Linked DNA regions of Cricetulus griseus: region 2 is linked to region 1. The links are chromatin contacts, called in public Hi-C maps. All regions are on one chromosome and are shown on one strand. The core of a region is the stretch at or near the end of the contact, and the rest is flanking DNA. Distances in the headings are between cores, read along the strand shown.

Region 1 (4,035 bases), core at 440-2,939:
GGCAACTGAGGGTATTTTGTGCAAAAACTAAATGTAAGTAGATGCTTAGAACCAGTAAACAAACATCACCAGGTCCAAAGAAAGGAGGGAATCATGCGTGGAAAATCCGGCAAGGTACACTTTCCCTCCACATTCAGAAGTGCCTAGAACCCTTGCGTAAGTTTTCTTTCCCCGCTGTGGGCACTACACAGCTCCCGAGGGCAATGCTAGCAAAACAGACTGGCTGCTTAAATAAATAAATAAACAAAACCAAAAAAGGTGTAAGGGGGCCAATGAGGTAATATTTCTTCCGATACCAGCCGCACAACTGCACGGTCTGAAAAACGGTGCCAGCTTTTATTTCAACTTTAAATGTGCTTGTTTTGACAGCTTTCCATCTATCCCTGCCTTTAAGAAAGCGCCCCACCATTAGGCTATAAGCCATCCTGGAACTCTAAGTGTTGTTTTAGTCCTGTAGACCTCACAGGGGTGGCCCCCAGCTGTCCACATCTCCGCCTTCCCAGAGAAGAGGCTAGTGGTCTCCTTTGCCTGGCGGTGTTAAGTTCCTCCAGAAACCCAAATTCTGCAGGCCTCACCCCCAACCCGTGTATCCCTGAGGCCCCCTTCAGGGGCTTCCCACACTAGGCAATTGCGGGGACACCGGACGACCGCACTGGGGTGCTGCCTTCCCGAAGCCAGCTGCCCGGCCTGCGCACACAACAGGCAATACCGCACAGCGCTCGAACACCCGGCTCATGACTGGTCCCAGCTAGTCAGACGGGGCGCCACAAGCAGGCACCCCACGAACCGGGGTCTCGGAGTTCGGGGCGCAGGATCGCAGCGCCCGGCACCCCCAGCTCCGCGCCTCCCTCACGGCCGCGGCTGCCCCGGGGCCCCAGCCTGGGCGAGCTCCGACTCGCGGAGAGGCGACTTGCCCGCCCGGTGCCCGACGCCCAGAGAGCCCGTGAGAGAAAAGAAAGACGCCGAGAGCGGCACTGCCGGGAATCGCACTTTAGACCAGCAGGGGGCACAGCGGCGGCCGGGGTGCACCGTCCCAGAAAGGGGGCCAGCAGGCCCGCGCCCGCTCCCGCTCCCGCGCGTACCTCCAAAGTCGCCAGCGCCAGGCGTCCGCCTCGGAACCGGCGTCTGCTCCAGCGGCGCCGAGCCTTCTCGCTGCTCGCAGTCCTTCTGCCGCCGCCAGACCAACGCTGCGGCTGCCCCGCCTCCCGCCCCCGCCTTCCGCTCCGCCCCCTCGAGCCCACGCCCACGCCCCGCCTAAGACACGCCCCTCCCTGCCAGAGGTCCCGCCCCTCCCCGAGTTGGAAACCGAGGAGGAGCAGCGGAAGAAGCCTAGAGCTAGGGATCGCGGCCGCACGTGGAGCGCTGCCCTCCCATCCCCAATCCGCCCCGGACCTAACCAACAATCCCAGGGAGGGGTGAAGCTGCCTGGGGGGTGAAGGAATGCCGGCGACAGCCGTCTCTCTTCTGATCCCCGGATAACCAAGCCAGGCTCAAATGGAATGCATAGAGTGGACTCTGGTTTTGCATGCCTTTTCCCGGTGCGACGGAGGCCAGGGCGCGAGGGTAGACTGTCTGCTCCCCCCTCCGTCTGAATGGTCCACTTCTCCACTCTGCCCCCGCACCTCCAGCCCCCTTGCCGCACCCTAGTAGGCCTAGACGGGTTACCTGTGGGTGGCTGTTTGACCTGAGTTCCCGCTCGATAATTCGGAACAAACAGGGGCGGCCACTCCGAGAGGAGGCGGCCCCCCAGTGGAGGAGGCTTCGTGACTCCTCGGTCCCCTCCTGTCCCGCTCCCACCTCGCCCTTCACAGCTTTATCCTGCATTCAGGATGTGGGCGCGGCCCAAACCCATCCGCCCCCGCTCAGTCTGTCTCTCCAGGTTGACACAGCCTCTGCCTATGGCCCTCAAAAAAAACCGATGTTTGCCCTAGGTGAAGGTGGCCCGCGCGGCCGCGAGTGGTACAAAAGGCAGCAAGAAATGATTTCATTAGCCCTAAAGACCCCAGTAGAGCGTGGAGGTTTCCTTGGCTCCTTTAGTCGTCAGGTGGAGAAGTGAAGTCCACTTGTCTATTTTGCACCCATTTGGACCTGCAGCGGAGACTGGCAGGGTAGGGAGAGCGACCCCAACTGGCCATGAGGCTTGCCACCCACAGAACTACACACTGTTTTGTGTTCTGTGGGCGTTGCTGCTCTAATGAGGGGGCGGTCTGTGTGTCTGGCTTTGCCAGGTAGGTGCAGAGACCCGAGAAAGAATACTTGATACTGGGCAGAAGAAGCTTTGAACTCGTCCTTTTTTTTCCCGATCCATACATAGCTATATAAAGCTATCTGTTATTGACTGAATAGACGACGTTCCTTATCTGTGTGATTGTTTGAATAGCCAAAGGTGGTCTAATTTAGGGTTCCTTACAGATGCTTGAGACAGCTTCTGTCTTAGGATTTCTATTTCTGTGATTAAACACCATGACCAAAAACAAAGGATTTATTTCAGCTTACAACTCTCAGGCCACACACTTTGTCACCGAAGAACGTCAGTGCAGGAACTCGGTGCAGAAACCCGGTGTCAGGGCTTGGATAAGTGTTGCTTACTGGCTTGGCTCAACTTGCTTCCTTAAAGTAACCAGGACCATCAACCCAGGGGTGGCACACATGTGAGCTGTGCCCTCTGACATCAGCCATCAATTAATAAAATGCACCAAAGGCCAATGTGGTCAGGGGCATTTTCTCAGTTGAGGTTCCGTGTTCTTCCCAAATGACTAGCTTGTGTCAAGTTGACATAAAGACTAAACAGTACACCCCCTCAAAAGCCTTTCCTGTTTGGAGAGCATGAATATTAAGCATTGTGATCGCATACCTTTTTCTCAGGCAGTTCCTAGGAAAATCACTCTCAGAGCTTACAGTTGTGGCTTGTTTATGGAAAGCAAAACCAAAGTGTGTTTCAATAAAAAGCCTTTCACTGTCATATTAATAAAAAATACTAGTTAACAGTAGTGAATTGTTGATGTCTTGTATTGTGTTTAAAGTAGATAACGGGTCAGAGAAGTGGCTTATGAGTTAAAAGGCACTGGTGCCCAAGTCTGACTACAGGACCCACCTGCTGGAAGGGGAAAACCAACTCCTAGAGGTTGCCTCTGGCTTCTCCATGAGCATGGGAGCAAAAGACCTTTTATCTCACTTTTTATACTTACGAAGGATGGGTACTTGTTGGGTATTAGTAATAATTTATTTGGTATTTAATGAGATAAACCAGCATTTATTGTATATGATAAATGAGAAACATATTACTGTTTTGGAAAAGAGTTCCTAAATATGATTTATTTTCAGGTTTCATATATTAAAATCCATCAGAGAAAAAAACAACAACATACTGCTAGATTGTGAAACTTAACTGCAACTATTGAAACAATTAGGTAACCAAAAGAGCAAAATATTCTAAAAAGCTTTAAAATGTTTAAGATTGAATTTATTGTCCAGGATTAGATTGTGGTAAGACTTAATATGTGAATTTTTTTTTCTGAATTGTAATGGCCATATTAACAGCGTGAACCACACAGTAATCACACTCTTACATGATAAATTTTGTAAACTACTTCAGACTTTGTAAATCAGTTTTATAAATCCCTGCAACATAAAATGCCAGAAGAGTTGCCCTGGAAGCAACACACAATCCACTAAGGATAGAAAGGGGACTGAGAAAGGACACATTTCTTATCACGGGATATGGTTTTTAATATGCTTGTTACAGTGAGGAATGCAGTTCTGGGTGTAGTCTGGTTTTCTCCTTTGAGATGGAGATCTAGTTTATTTTCACTGGTACAAGGAGATGTTTCTCTAAAGTGGAATGCTTCACCAGTGACACATTCTGAGCATCTTAAATTGTTACTTTTTCCAAAGCACTTAAAAATCAGCATGATACATTTTTAGTTTTGTTTTTCTTTGGATCTGTTCCATGGGTGTATTAAGTACTCCCAACACTGGGGCATAGGGTTAGCCCTGGGATTCAATGATAAAAATTCACTCCTGAATCTTAGAGTA
Region 2 (4,035 bases), core at 839-3,338, 130 kb after region 1:
AGAGACACGAAGGGAATTAAGTGCCTATTGCTAAATGGAAGAGATCAATCTGAACATGTTAGGTACCCTAGGAGTCTAACTATGGCATTGTGGGAAGGTCAAACTACAGACATGGAGGAAAGACTGGGGGCTGGGGAAGGAAGGGATGGACAGGTGAAAAACAGGGCTTTTAGGGCAGTGAAATACTCTCTAAGGTGCTGTGATAATAGGTACATGTCATTAACTCTTGGGACCTTTTGATAATAGTCAGTGTTGGCTCACTGTTTCTAACAACTGTTTCACTGTTTGGGGGTGTGACTGGCTGTAGGGGTGCTGTGCATGTGTGGACACATGGGAAATATATACCTTCTCTCAATGTTGCTGTGAACTTAAAGTTGTTCTTAAAAGTAGTCTATTTTAAGACAAAATCCCCCCAATATAGGAAACTGTTATTTAATTTATATCATAGCAGTATGTAGTGTTCCCCCCAGAATTTCTGGGTTAGTTTACGAATGATCAAAGTTATAAAGTAAAATAGATTTTCTAAACACTTAAAAAATATGGACCAAAGGGGCTCAGGAGGTGGTTCAGTGGGTAAATACATATGCCTACCATGCAAGCATGAGGAGCTGAGTTCAAATCCCGAGAGCCCATGTAAAGGTGGACACTGTAGTGTGCATTGTAATCCTAGTGCTCCTAATGGGAGAAAGTTTTGTGACACTCATGAGCAGCTTGTCTGATATGTACAGTGGAGACCAACAAAGAGACCCTATTTCAAAGGAGATAGGTCAACACCTGAGATGGTCCTCTGACTGCCACACGCATGCTCGCCACACACACAAACACACAGAGAAACAATTGCCTACATAGACAGACAAAACATTTGAATACACCTTTCTTCAAAAGAGATATGTGAAGGCCGAGTGAGTACATCAGCCAGTGCTCAATGCCATTCATTCCAATGGAAATGCAAACCAAAATCACGATGAGCTACCACTCTGCATCCATCAGATTGCTTGAAATCAAAAGCTGGCGAATTGTGTTGACAAGGACATGAAGTAACTGGAGCCCTTGTATTCTGCTGGTGATACTGTCAAGTAGCCACTGTGAAAATTAGTTTGGCAGTTCTTCAAAATGTAAAACACAGAGTTTCAGTACAACCTAGCAATTTTATCCCAAGATAATTGAAAGCATATGTCCACACACAAAGATGTGTCTACAAATGTTCAGAGCTACATTAAGAAAATAGTGGAAACAGCCTAGACATCTGTCACGTGATTAGGTAAGATACGGTGATGTGTATTTACACAATGGGAGTTTATTCTTAGTTATTCATAACAGAGAAGGTAGTACTGGTCCTTGCTATGGCGCAGATGACCCTGGATTGTTTAACCAAATGAAAGAAGAGAGTCACCAAGGACCACACAGGTCAGAACAGCAGATCTATAGACCAAGCAGCCAGCAGCTTAGGGAAGGGGCACAAATGTTCAGGATTGCTCAACAGGTCAGAGTTTCATTTAGATGTTGTGTGTGTTCTAGAAAGTGACCGTGATGTTGGTTGCCCTCCTCTGTGACTACACTAAAACGACTGTGTTCTTGAATGTTTAAAGGTGGTGGACTTAAAGTATACAAACAGCAATTCAATAAGCTATTATTTTAAAACAAGCACACACATCCACAGACACAGACACACCACAAATGGAACTAGAGTATTGATGGACACCTGACCATCAGGCACTGTAGATCATGGAGGAAATGGGTTTCCCTGACCCCAATCAAGAGATTAAAATCTGTTTTCCTTTTCTCCCAGCTCTCCAGACTGTAGATGAGAAGCTGTTCTGAAGATGTTAGACCCCTGTGGTGGGGCATGGATGAGCTCTCCTCACCATGCAAGTACAGCCCCACTGCTCCCTCTGGCCCCTGCAGTAGGACCTTTACTTTCCCTGTGGTTACCCTGGGTCAGCCATACCACATGGAGCTGAGCAGTGTACTGACTGGGTCCAGCGGTCTCTCTCTGGCGAGCACTTGGCGCATGCTCCTAGTCTTATCTGGACTCGCCCTGCTTGACTCACCAAACAAGCAAGGAAGCACAACCTTTTAGGTCATACAATTGACCCTGCTGTTCAGCTGGAGTGTAGGCTTTTGTCCAACTGCTCCCTATCCTGCTTCCTGTGGTGGCAGATAGTGATTTTCCTCATGACAGAGCGGTTATTCACCCATTCTGGAAGACGAGAAACTGCAATCCCCTGTGTTAGAGTCAGGGCAGCAACACTGATATCCTCTTCCAGTAGAATGTTCTAGAAGGAAAAACTCAATAGAGAGACCACTGTATATGGGGAAAGGGAAAGGAGATGGTATTTACACAGACTTGATGCATATCTAGAGTAGGAAAAGTATAAAGGGTTTAAAAAACACACGTCTCAAATCATACCCCTGGGAAGAAGCTCATGGTAGCCAGCACCTATATGCTTTTCCATGAACCTACCTTCATGACAAGATCCAGCTCCCTGCCCAATCAAGAAGCACTCTGTGACTAAGCATTAAAGGCTGGCGACCAGCTCCCATACCATCAGGGCTAGAAGGAGAAAAACCCCTCCTTTCTGAGGAGGTGATTTGGGGCCAGCAGCAGCTGCTTGAGAAGAGGGCTTAGTTGAGCATGTGGTTTGGAAGAGCATAACCAGTGCTGGACCCTTTGGAGTGGACTGTGATCTGCAGCCATTTGTCCTGTGTGGACAAGTCCCCACAGGCAAACAGAATCAGGGACAGGGTGAGGTCCTGGTGCATCCCCGCCATGGACTTGCCGCCTCTGCTGTGCGATGAGCAGGCACTTGCCTGACTCAGTACAGCATCCACTCAACCCAAAGTTGTACAGTAGGCTCTCCTGCTTCCTGGCCAGTGGCCATCACCCTGCTTTGCACAACCCCATACTCCCACTGGTCTCACTACAGTTGACAGAAAAAAAGGATCTGCATTGAGGAAGGAGCACACAAGGGGACAAAACCAATTGAGAGGACTGTGTCCCTGTGCAGGAATGAGCACTCAGGAGGCATGACCTCAGCCAAGACTGACACCCTCAGAAAGTGGAGCTGTGGAGGAAGTGAAGGTGGGTCACAGGCTAGGAAAGAACAGGAAAGCTGAAGACCTGCAATACTACCTTGAGCCCAGGACATTGGCTGGTGGAGTCCATGCTGTGTGCAAACCAGGTAGAAATGTCTGAAAGTGATCATTTCTGAGTTCCTAACTTAGCCAGATGTGGTATAAGGTCAGACACTACTTAGAGCAGAGACAGCCATGATCTGCAAGACCCAGTCAACAAATTATGCCAACAAACATACAAAATAAAATGTTACTAGTGTAAGTCTGGCTGTATGTCAACACTACCACTTAGCTGGAATTGACGAAACTCTGGGCTAATGGTCTCAGGAAAATTAATTTATGCTATCTGGGACAATTCATCCCTGTGCAATGTTGAGCTTGTCTGGAGCCAATGTTTTGTTTTGTTTTTGAGACAGGGTCTTACTGTGTAGGCCTATCTGGCCTGGAACTTGCAATGTAGAACAGGACAGTGTTTTATTTTTAAAGCAACCTTTCTATGAGTTAGACCACTCTAAGAAATCTGTCTTCCACTGATGCCCCTGTTGAGTTATTTGTTATTTTTAGCACCAGAAGCTGGAATCTTATGCAAATGTGGATTATAGTGATACTTCTTTTTCTCTCTGAAAGACTCAGAAATAAAACGTTCCTAGAAATAAATAATTTACTTATAGGCTAAAGACTAATTTTGAAGAAAGTAGTAAAACCCAGAACTTCAATTGCTGTGACTGGGCAGTCATTTTCAAAAAGTAGGCAGTAACAATTTGTTGATTCCACACTAAGGCTCTTAGATGACACAGGAAGTTTTCATTGTTAGGGAGTAAATTCATATAGAAGGGGTTAAATAAACACACACTAAACACACACACACACACATCAATCAACTTCTGTCATGTAATCTCCAGATGAATGGTACCTGCTCCCCCAAAGGAACATACAAGGATTCAGAAACTCATGGAGAAC

What was found. A called contact is a pair of places that touch in the nucleus more often than the background predicts.
Region 2: a Hi-C map of the CHO-K1 cell line shows a contact between it and region 1, with 2.2 times the contacts expected there. The contact joins the enhancer-like site here to the promoter of Frmd6 in region 1. A contact is called at or near these places in 3 of 8 Hi-C or Micro-C datasets (the CHK-Q cell line, the CHO-K1 cell line and fibroblasts).

The regions. Positions count from the first base shown.
Region 1 is chr5:132,551,759-132,555,793 of CriGri-PICRH-1.0, forward strand. Frmd6 (FERM domain-containing protein 6) reads right to left here and starts at 1,690. Exons shown (of 14, transcript XM_035445933.1): 1 at 1,666-1,690.
Region 2 is chr5:132,684,538-132,688,572 of CriGri-PICRH-1.0, forward strand. No RefSeq gene overlaps it. Among named protein-coding and RNA genes, the nearest start is that of Frmd6, 130 kb to the left of the region's middle. Within about 2 kb of position 2,089, at least 3 of the 6 cell types and tissues checked have open chromatin away from gene starts, as enhancers often do. A contact at or near this core is called in the CHO-K1 cell line and fibroblasts, where this site is marked.